3 separate regions of the Sus scrofa genome follow, and all the other regions are linked to region 1. The links are chromatin contacts, called in public HiChIP or PLAC-seq maps. All regions are on one chromosome and are shown on one strand. The core of a region is the stretch at or near the end of the contact, and the rest is flanking DNA. Distances in the headings are between cores, read along the strand shown.

The links. HiChIP or PLAC-seq counts read pairs in DNA pulled down with a chosen protein or histone mark.
Region 2: an H3K27ac HiChIP or PLAC-seq map of alveolar macrophages shows a contact between it and region 1. The contact joins two enhancer-like sites. A contact is called at or near these places in 1 of 47 Hi-C or Micro-C datasets (embryonic fibroblasts) and 1 of 2 datasets of contacts at active chromatin or transcription factors (alveolar macrophages).
Region 3: an H3K27ac HiChIP or PLAC-seq map of alveolar macrophages shows a contact between it and region 1. The contact joins two enhancer-like sites. A contact is called at or near these places in 1 of 47 Hi-C or Micro-C datasets (embryonic fibroblasts) and 1 of 2 datasets of contacts at active chromatin or transcription factors (alveolar macrophages).

Annotation. Positions count from the first base shown.
Region 1 is chr1:252,851,896-252,855,463 of Sscrofa11.1, reverse strand. The region is part of intron 12 of SUSD1 (sushi domain-containing protein 1); the gene reads left to right. Among named protein-coding and RNA genes, the nearest start is that of SUSD1, 100 kb to the left of the region's middle. Within about 2 kb of position 1,498, at least 37 of the 83 cell types and tissues checked have an H3K27ac peak or open chromatin away from gene starts, as enhancers often do. A contact at or near this core is called in alveolar macrophages, where this site is marked.
Region 2 is chr1:252,717,788-252,721,173 of Sscrofa11.1, reverse strand. No RefSeq gene overlaps it. Among named protein-coding and RNA genes, the nearest start is that of UGCG, 68 kb to the right of the region's middle. Within about 2 kb of position 1,698, at least 14 of the 83 cell types and tissues checked have an H3K27ac peak or open chromatin away from gene starts, as enhancers often do. A contact at or near this core is called in alveolar macrophages, where this site is marked.
Region 3 is chr1:252,612,695-252,615,890 of Sscrofa11.1, reverse strand. No RefSeq gene overlaps it. Among named protein-coding and RNA genes, the nearest start is that of UGCG, 38 kb to the left of the region's middle. Within about 2 kb of position 1,615, at least 1 of the 83 cell types and tissues checked has an H3K27ac peak or open chromatin away from gene starts, as enhancers often do. A contact at or near this core is called in alveolar macrophages, where this site is marked.

The sequences.
Region 1 (3,568 bases), core at 249-2,748:
TTTTTCCTTTTTTGGTCTTTCTAGGTCTGTACCTGCAACATATGGAGGTTCCCAGGCTAGGGGTCAAATTGGAGCTGCAGCTGCTGGCCTACACCACAGCCACAGCAATGCCAGATCCCAGCCACACCTGCAATCTACATCACAGCTCATGGCAACGCTGGATTCTTAACCTACTGAGCCAGGCCAGGGATGGAACCCACAGCTTCATGGATACTAGTCAGATTCATTATCACTGAGCCACAACAGGAACTCCTTAGAAGTTGTATTTTAAAATTTACTTTTTTTGGAGTTCCCCTCGTGGAGCAGCAGAAACAAATCTGACTAGGAACCATGACATTGTGGGTTCGATCCCTGGACTTGCTTAGTATGTTGAGGATCTGGCATTGCCGTGAGCTGTGGTCATAGACTTGACTCAGATCTGTTGTTGCTGTGGCTGTGGTGTAGGCCAACAGCTGAGGCTCTGATTGGACCCCCAGGCTTGGAACCTCCATATGCCTTTGGTGCAGCCCTAAAAGGAGACAAAAGACAAAAAAAATAAAATAAAATAAAATTTACTTTTAAATTTTCTTTTCCCTTACTAAAATAGGAGCTCTTTGAAGGCAGGGATTTTTGTCTGTATTCCATGTTGAACCTCTAACACCTAAGGACACTGCTAGCACAGCAAAGAAATCTTTTTGTAATGAATGAATATGAGGGCTGACTCTAAAATGGCCAGTGGATGGTATTGGTATTGAGGAAATCCCTGGTTTGTTAATAAAGACCTTAGACCATAAAGAATTCACCAGCTTTGGATCTGGGAAGAGAAGTAATGGGCTTTTCTTCTCACGGTGACCTATTAAAATGAATAGCTGTTCAGTATCCTCCTCTTTGGTCCTTCTCATGTTTGGATAGCTTGCATTGCTGGCTCACGTTAGCATTTGATATTTTTTGAGCTGGGGAGAGGGAGTGATGAGACACTTATGTCTGCCTGCCTTTGTAGGCTAAATAAAGCTCTGCAGCCCAAGCACCCTGTGCCTGTGCTCATGGCCACCAGGGGGCACTGTTGAGCTGTTTGCATTCATTGAGACCTTGACTGCCTCTTTTTCAAATCTGCCCTACCTTAAAGAATTTGCAGTTTTTAAAAAGTGTGCAAATAGGGCGTTCCCATCGTGGCGCAGCGGAAAAGAATCTGACTAGGAACCATGAGGTTTCGGGTTTGATCCCTGGCCTTGCTCAGTGGGTTGGGGATCCAGCGTTGCCATGATAAGTCTTAGATGTGGCTCCGATCTCCCTTGCTGTGGCAGCTACAGCTCTGATTAGACCCATAGTCTGGGAACCTCCATACGCCCCAGGTTCTGCCCTAAAAAGAAAAAAAAAAAGTGAAAATTCAACTTGTTAAGATCTTAGTAAAAGGTAGACAACCAAACAAAACAAGAACAGCGCCCAAGCCCTCTCAAATAAAAGAGCCTTATATATTGATATGAGGAGGTATGCCTAGCTGCCTAAGATGTGGCTTTGTTTTCAGTCAAACGGTGAGCTTTTGAATTTTACCAGAAATGTGAGGCAAGGGATTTGGACCTGGAATCTGCAGTGGCTGATTTTCCAGAAAAAGTGTGAATGGAATTTCCCTCCTGAGTGTCTTACATTCAACTAAATCTTACTGATGGGAAACAGGATGCAAACGAGCACTTTAAATATATTGCTGACCTCAGAGGAGAGTGAAAGTTTTTGGAATGTTGAAGGACAGAGGCAAGTGTTGCCGTGAAAACGGAAGAGGGTGCTGGCGCGAAGGGTGGTGAGATGGAGATGTTATTACCGTGCTTCTGACTCAGGGCTCATGTGCTCCCGAAGGCAGTGCACTGATGGGAATTCTTCAGAATAGCCCTACCAGTTGGACTGTCTTTAGGTCCAGGGGAAGAACAAACAAACCCAAAGGGTCAGAAGCACTGTCGTACACTGGTCATGCTCTCTTCTAGCAAAGTCAAAAAGCCTGTAGGCAAAATTTTCTTCTCATTGAAACTGGGAGAGAAGCAGAGAGGAGGAAATGGGGTGGGGGCGGGTGAGGGCGGGGAGAAGGCACATGCCTGCATGAAGGTAAAGATTAACCACTTTCAGAGTTCCCATCGTGGTGCAGTGGAAACAAATCCGACTAGGACCATGAGGTGGTGTGTTCGATCCCTGGCCTCGCTCAGTGGGTTAAGGATCCGGCGTTGCTGTGACTGTGCTGCAGGCTGGCAGCAACAGCTCTGAATGGACCCCTAGCCTGGAAACCTCCAAAAAAACTTAACCACTTGTTCTGCACAACAGGGTGATTATTTGAGGTTGAAGGTTTCTTCTGGTACCAAGGATGCTGGAGGGAAAAAGGGAAATCAATAAAGTGAAGGAAATCATTCCTTCCCCAGTCTGTCTTCAGTGCCAGGGCTGGCAGCATAGGTGGGAATTTTCCCATTTCAGGAAGGACCGGGACAGGACCAGGTTTCTTGAGTTCTTCTGCTGTGGACCTCTCTTCCACAGACCATCCGAGGACAGGGCTCTGCTGTGTCCTCAGTGAAAATCCTGTCTCCAATGTTTTCCTGCTGGTCCCCCTGGCTCCCAGCAGGCAGAAGCTGTCCCAGAGGTCCGGAGAGGGGCTGGCCTTCATCCCAGCTGCTTCCCTCTTGGTCCAGATGCTCTCAATCTTTCACGGACACAGGTTCTTTGACATTTGAGGACCTAATATTAGTTCAGGCTAGGAGAGAGCCACACGTCCTTCCATCCTACACAGGCTGCCTCTCTCTCTCGTCCCCTGAAATCTCCCAGCTACTTTCCGGCTTCAAATCAAGCCCCAACCCCTCCAGGAAGGGGAGCAGGTGTTGGGGCAGGGGAGCAGATGTCTCCCTGCCCCTCTCATTGAAAGCATCCCACTGCAGGGTGCACTGAGACAAGGTGGTACACCACAGGGCTGCGGTGTTATTTTCTTATATTAATGTTACCTTTTTTTTTTTTTGTTAAAACAAAATATGAATGGGAAAGTTTCTTTATATCAGATGCCTAAAAGCCTGGGTTTCCATGTTGTAGGAGTTGGGGAAGGGTATGCTGTGACTTCACAATTTAATTCAGCAAATATCTATTGATGGGTTATGTACAGAGATGGGTGCTCAGGGCTGAAGGGGAGATAAAGATAAAAAAAAGTCTGGTTCCTCCTCCCTGGGAGGCCAAGTCTCATCACCTTGATAGTGGAGATGTAGCTACCCTTGCCTTACCTGGTGACTTATGGCGTAAGCCCCATTTTCTCTATTGCTATCATTTCCTTCCTTCTTTTCTCTCTCTCTCTCTCTTTCTTTCTTTCCTTCTTTCTTTCTTCCTTCCTTCCTTCCTTCCTTTCTTCCTTCTTTCTCTTTTGTCTTTTTAGGGCTATACCCACAGCATATGGAAGTTCCCACCCTAGGGGGCAGCTGTAGCTGCCAGCCTACACCACAGCCACAGCAACTCAAGATCCGAGTGGTGTCTGCGACCTACGCTAAAGTTCATGGCAATGCTGGATCCCTGACCCACTGAGCAAGGCCAGGGATTGAACCTGCATCCTCCTGAATTCTAGTCGGCTTCGTTA
Region 2 (3,386 bases), core at 449-2,948, 130 kb after region 1:
CGTCACTGGATTAGCTGGCCCGGCTGGCTTGTGAAGCCCCGGGAAGGTGTTTGTTGACCTGGAAGAACCACTGCCTCTCCCATTACCTCATGGGCTGTATCAAGACTGCCATTCCCACGTGCTAGTAATTCTGCAGTGTGAGAATTTGGTTGTGGGCTGATCTTGTGTTGTGAGCAATTACTTTCAATTTGTCTGGAGCCAGCCCTGTTGATATGACTTCTGCTCGCACCTAGGATTAAAGTCTACTTATTTTCAGAGGGCAAACACCTGTCCCCACAATGCACATAGCTAAGGTCACAGTCAGGGACTCTCCTTTTCTTGCAGGCTCTCAAAGGCAGATTTATTCAGAGACTGGCTATTTTTCTGTCTGAATTATCTCCTTGCGCTTAGGTGACTCTAAAGCCCCATCGTGATTCTGTTCTACCCCCCCCCCCACCCCAATTTGTCAGTAAATTCAGCACAGGACCATACAAATTGGCACTGAATATAAGGGAATAAAGGAGAGGAAGGCACATCCTATTGAAAACAACAAGTGAACGCATTTTTTTTTTTAATGGCATCGACAGCATATATGGAAGTTCCCAGGCTAAGGGGGTGAATTGGAGCTACAAGCTGCCAGCCTACGCCACAGCCACAACAATGTGGTATCGGAGCCACGTCTGTGACCTATACCACCGCTCATGACAACACTGGATCCTCGACCCACTGATTGAGGCCAGGGATCAAACCTGCATCCTCATGGATGCTAGTCAGATTTGTTTCCACTGCACCACAACAGGAAGTCCAACAAGTGAAATTCTCTTGATGCCCAATTACCATGCCCCCTTCCCTTTTATTTTTTTTCTTTATCGGCCCCACGGCACATAGGGTTTCCTGGGCCAGGGATCAGACTGAGCCACAGTTGCAGCCTACGTGGCAACTGTGGCAATGCTGGATCCTTAACACACTGGGCCAGACCCGGGATTGAACCTGTGTCCCAGTGCTCCAGAGACACCTCAGATCCCATTGCTCCCTGGCAGGAACTCCGCCATGCCCCTTTAAATGGGGAACTGTTGGAACATGTGGCAAAAATCATAGAAAGTAATTGGTAAAAGGCAGTGCCTAGCCATATTTTTCTAGAAGATTCTAACCTTGCCTTGGAATTCACCAAACCAGGACCCTTATGTAAATACTAAAGGACCTTTATTTAAATACTAAATGAAATGTTGAGAATGACTGAAGGAGGGCTAGAGTATACACTGGGGAACAACCCATGGCGGGGTTCTGATCCCTGGCTCTGGCTCCTCCCCAGATGATTCCAGGGACAACTCTGAAGCAGAGAAGGCAGTTTGGGTCTAGGCCTTTGTAGGTAGCCCTGCTTCCCTGTCTCACACCGTGGCCCTGCCCTGGGAGGTCTGCCTCTTTCTACAGGATCCGCTTGCTTCCACCACCTTTCTGCACACGCTGAAGGTGCTGTGTTTGGATGCTGGATCTGGCCGTAGGTGAGTGAGGCTGGCTCACTGAGTCTCTAACCAGGGCCTCTTAGGGTGCACTCGGCTGGGACCCTTCTCTTCTAGCAGCTGTAGTCATTACAGACGGTGGTGAGATAAAGAGGTTTTCAAGGCTCTCTGGCGAGAAGAGTTCCTGCCTGCCTGAGGTCAGAACTGAAATGACTTCATCTGCACAAGGCTCTGGCATTTCCTGTGCAACTCTTACCAAATGCCTCTGCGGTGGTAGTGACTTGAGATGGTGCTTTTTAATCACTTTTTGCCCAGTATCTCCCATGACATGGTCACAATTTTCTTGTCCTCTGTCATTCATCAGAAAGGCAGGCACGTCGGTGAATAGCTTGCATTCTTCAGCAGCAATCTGTCAGGGAGTTCAGGAGGTGCTGTCTGTTTTTCTATTTGGAGAAATCAGAGGAAGGTTTGATGGGGGAAGGTGCCACCCGTCTATTTCCTTTCTCCATCCAGGCAGCCTGTGGGCTACATCACTGGTCATCTCATATATGGGCTGCAGAGGGTTCCTAAGACCGCTTCCCCCTCATCAGAGCCATCCTTAATGGACAGTCCCTGAAAGAGATGAAGCATAAAGTTTGCTATGTGGCTGGGTATATCTATTTATTTTTATTTATTTTATTTTTTTGTCTTTTTAGGGCCGTACCTGCGGCATATGGAAGTTCCTAGACTAGGGGTCAAATCAGAGCTGTAGCCACAGGTTTACACCATAGTCACAGCAAAGCCAGATCTGAGCCTCATCTGCGACCTACAACACAGCTCACAGCAATGCTGGATCCTTAATCCACTCCGTGAGGCCAGGGATCGAACCTGCATCCTCATGGATACTAGTCAGATTCTTTTCCACTGAGCCACAACAGAAACTCCCATGGATAGGTATATTTAGAGAATAAATCCCTAGAAGTGGAACTATTAGGTGATGTGATTTGTAATTTTCATCCCCCCCCCCCACCCCCGATTGATACTTCTACCTGCTGTGGATGAGCGTGCTTCCTTCCCCAAACTTTTGTAAATAAAATGGGTTTTTAAACTTGGCCAATTTCATAGGTGAGAAAATAAAATAAAGCTTGCTTCTAACTGTGAATACAAACCCCTGCATTTATCACCCAAGACTCTCTGGGAGAAGGAGACCTGGAGTCTGCAGATGCTTCCTAGGGGTTTGCTCATCCCAGCCCAGGATCCTGTAGCGAGAAGGGGATGGAAGAGAGGATGGGAAACGGGGAGAGGAGGAGGGGAGAAGAGTGGCAGAGAGCAAAAAAAAAAAGGCGGGGTGAGGAGGATAAGAAAGTATCGGAGCAGTAGGTTGGGGCAAATCAGACCAAAGCTAGAAGTTATATTTCTTAGCAGATCAGTGGCTTCCTGTTCTCTGCCCACTCCGCTTACGTCCCTCCATCCCACACATACATTTCGCCCCAGCAGCCCCACTTCCTGTAAATAGGGAGTTATGTTCTGGGCATTAAAGCATCTTGACTGCTCATGCCATTCTAGAACCTCAGGACAGACATTAGACACAGATGCACCGATTGCCCAAGAATTCCTTGCTTAGAGTGTCGGGGGTGGGGTGGGGTGGTTGGCTGGGGGGAGAAAGGAGCTGGTGAGGCTCTACAAGGAGGTTTCTAAAGCTGATTTATTTGCAATGGAAAAAATGACCACAGGGAGTTCTGGGTTAATCAAAGAACCTCAGAGGGGTTAAAACTATTGGATTAAACATTCTAATCCTGGAGTTCCCATTGTGGCTCAGTGGAACTAAACCCGATTAGTATCCATGAGGACAGGGGTTCAATCCCTTGCCTTGCTCAGTGGGTGAAGGACTCAGCATTGCTGTGAGCTGTGGTGTAGGTCTCAGACACGGCTCTGATCCTGTATGGCTGTGGCTGTGGTGCAAGCTGG
Region 3 (3,196 bases), core at 366-2,865, 240 kb after region 1:
AAACCAGCAGACAATTATCATCATGCTTCTTGAGAGCTATGAAACCACAAGGTCTGTCATAGTTCATACTTCGCTGTCATTTTCAAAAGGAAACCTCCTTTAATGGGAAAAGAAGATAATTAGGAAGAAGAAAATCGTATATACAAGGTAATATTGCAAACATCTGCTCTTAAACTGGAATATCTATTAACAAAATAGATGTTGCTATTGCCAAATAAATTTGGCTGTTTAACTGAGATCTTGAGATTGATACAGATTCTAATATATTGAATGTGAACAACACCTTAAAATGTGTCAAGTGATAAACTTAAATATGGGCACTAGAGGATTGAGCCTCACTTTTTTTTTTTTTTTTTTTTTTTTTTTTTTGGTCTTTTTGCCATTTCTTGGGCCACTTCCATGGCACATGGAGGTTCCCAGGCTCAGGGTCCAATCAGAGCTGTAGCTGCCAGCCTACACCAGAGCCACAACAACATGGATCCCAGCCACGTCTGCAACCTACACCACAGCTCACGGCAATGCCAGATCCTTAACCCACTGAGCAAGGCCAGGGATTGAACCCGCAACCTCATGGTTCCTAGTTGGATTCGTTAGCCACTGAGCCACAACGGGAACTCCAAGCCTCACATATTTTTAAGGAGTCTGTTGAAGCAATGGTTGTATCATTGCCGTCTATTCTTCCTTCCTCCAGTGGCCCTTTTAGTTATAAATGGATCGTACTGCCAAGATCCTCCTTCCTCATTCCCTGGGCCCACGAAGGCCCCCAAACAGGATTTAACTCGGCTCAGTAGATCTAATCTTAACCTGGATCTCAGATGTGGCCTCCCCAACCGTGAGAGCTAGATTAAACTGACTCAACTCTCCTAATTCCATGGCCAGCGAGACTTCAGACCCCTTGGTGAGGTTTCTGCAGAGTCTAGGAGGATTACATCTTATAGTCTCCTCTGCATCCTGGGCTTCTGCCTCCTTTGTCCCATTTTCTACTCTGAGCAGATCAATCTATTCATGAAAACCATCCCTTGATTTGCCCACAACCCTCGCTCACACATGTCGATTTTACTTAAGAGCAGGGGTCATGGGGGAGAGATTACATCACATAGAGCACATTAAGCAATTTTCAAAAGCCAATTTAGATAGTCCTGCTTTAAAGTGTTTTTTTTTTTTTTTTTTTGAGGCCCCTCCTCATTCCTTGATTCCGGGGACTCCCTTCCTGGCCATTCTACTCATGCAGAACCCAGTCTCATAGCTTCCCCACATTCCCTCTTTCTCCTCTTCCATCACAATCAACCATTCTCTCGTGTCCTACTTCATCTTCTTCAGGTAGACAAATTCCTCTCTTTGACTAAGGTAGCCAGGTTGGTCCCATTAGCCTGCCCATCAACTGACCCACATGCTTTTAGCATCCCATCTTCTTCTCCAAATAGCTTTGAGGCGTTTTTGCCTCCTTAGGTTTCCTCTCTTAGAAATTTGGGTGCAGTTGTTAGTTGAATATTTCCTCCACCTTATTACAAAACGTCCCCAGCGTTAGAAGTGGGCCCGAAACAAACAGGGTGGACTTGCTTTCCTCACCCCCAATCAGGCTTAGCTACCAGACTGCTTCTTCCCCTCTGGTGCACGCTCCACTGTGAACTATGGGGAAGAGGGATGCAGTAGGGCTGTTAAGAAAGGCACTCAGGGGAAGTCGGTGCTGTGACTTGAGAAAGAAAAAACTAAAACTACAAAAAGGAATCAGAAAGTACTTTGCTCCTGCTTGCTGCCTGTAGCCCCCTTTCTTTCCCTCTTGCACTCTTCTCAAAGCAGGATTCGTGATCCTAAAATCTAGAATCTGGTACCCATGGGCTCGGGTAGGTTCTGGCCTGATCCTTACTTTCATGAAAATGTTGATATTTTGGAGTTCTCGTTGTGGCTTAGCAGGTTAAGAACCCAACTGGTATCCATGAGGATGCAGGTTCAATCTTTGGCCTCGCTCAGTAGGTTAAGGATCTGGCATTGCTTCAAGCTGCAGTGTAGGTGGCAGCTCCAGCTCGGATCCAGCGTTGCTGTGGCTGTGGTGTAGGCTGGCAACTGCAGTTCCAATTTGACCCCTAGCCTGGGAACTTCCATATGCTGCAGGTGTGGATCTAAAAAGAAAAAAAAAAGTCAATATTTTATTTACCATGATTTTTTCATATCAATTTTTAAATAACAATTTTATTGAAACGTAATTCAAATGCCATAAAATTCATCCTTTGAGAGTATACAGTTTAGTGGTTTTTAATATATTCATTGTTTAGCCATCGTCACTATCTAATTTTAGAACATGTTCACCACTCAAAGCATTCATTTTACTTTTAAAAATATTACTTTAAATATTACTTATCTTTTTTTTTTTTTTTTAGGGCCACACCCACAGCATACGAAAGTTCCCAGGCTAGGGGTGGAATTGGAGCTGGAACTGCTGGCCTAGGCCACAGCCACAGCAATACCAGATCCAAGCCACACCTAAGACCTACACCACAGCTCACGGCAACTCGGATCCTTAACCCGCTGAGGGAGGCCAGGGATGGAACGTTTGTCCTCATGGATCCTAGTCAGATTCGTTTCTGCTGAGCCACGACGGGAACTCCTTAATATTATTTATCTTGATTACTGACTTTTTTGACGCCTCTTTAAATTCTTGCCCAAGGGAAGTACCTCATTCATCTGACCCTAGTTTGACCCCGCTAGGCCCCACTGACAGTTAAGTTTGGGTTTTCTACCTTTTCTTCTTTTCCTTTTTTGGCCATACCACAGCATATGGAGTTCCCAGGCCAAGGATCAAATGTGAGCCTTCTCTCGACCTAAGCCACAGCTACAGCAACACTGGATCCTTAACATACTCTGACATGCCAAGGATCGAACCTGCGTCCCAGTGCTCCCAAGACACTGCCAATCCCTTCACACCCCAGAGGGAACTCCTGGATTTCCCACCTTTACAAACTCTACTGGACAAAGGTACTTGTCAACACAGCAGGCAAAGGTAAAAGCATCTGTTAAAGAAGGAAAATCGGACTCATATTCATTGACTGTTTGCTCTGGGCCATGTATTTAGTATATGCACACTATTTAATTTTTATAACTATACACTGTAGTCATTTTTGTACTATTTACAGATGAGGAGGCTGAGCCTCAGAGAGGTTAAGAAACTTGTCCAGGGTCACACAGTGAAAGATGAGTC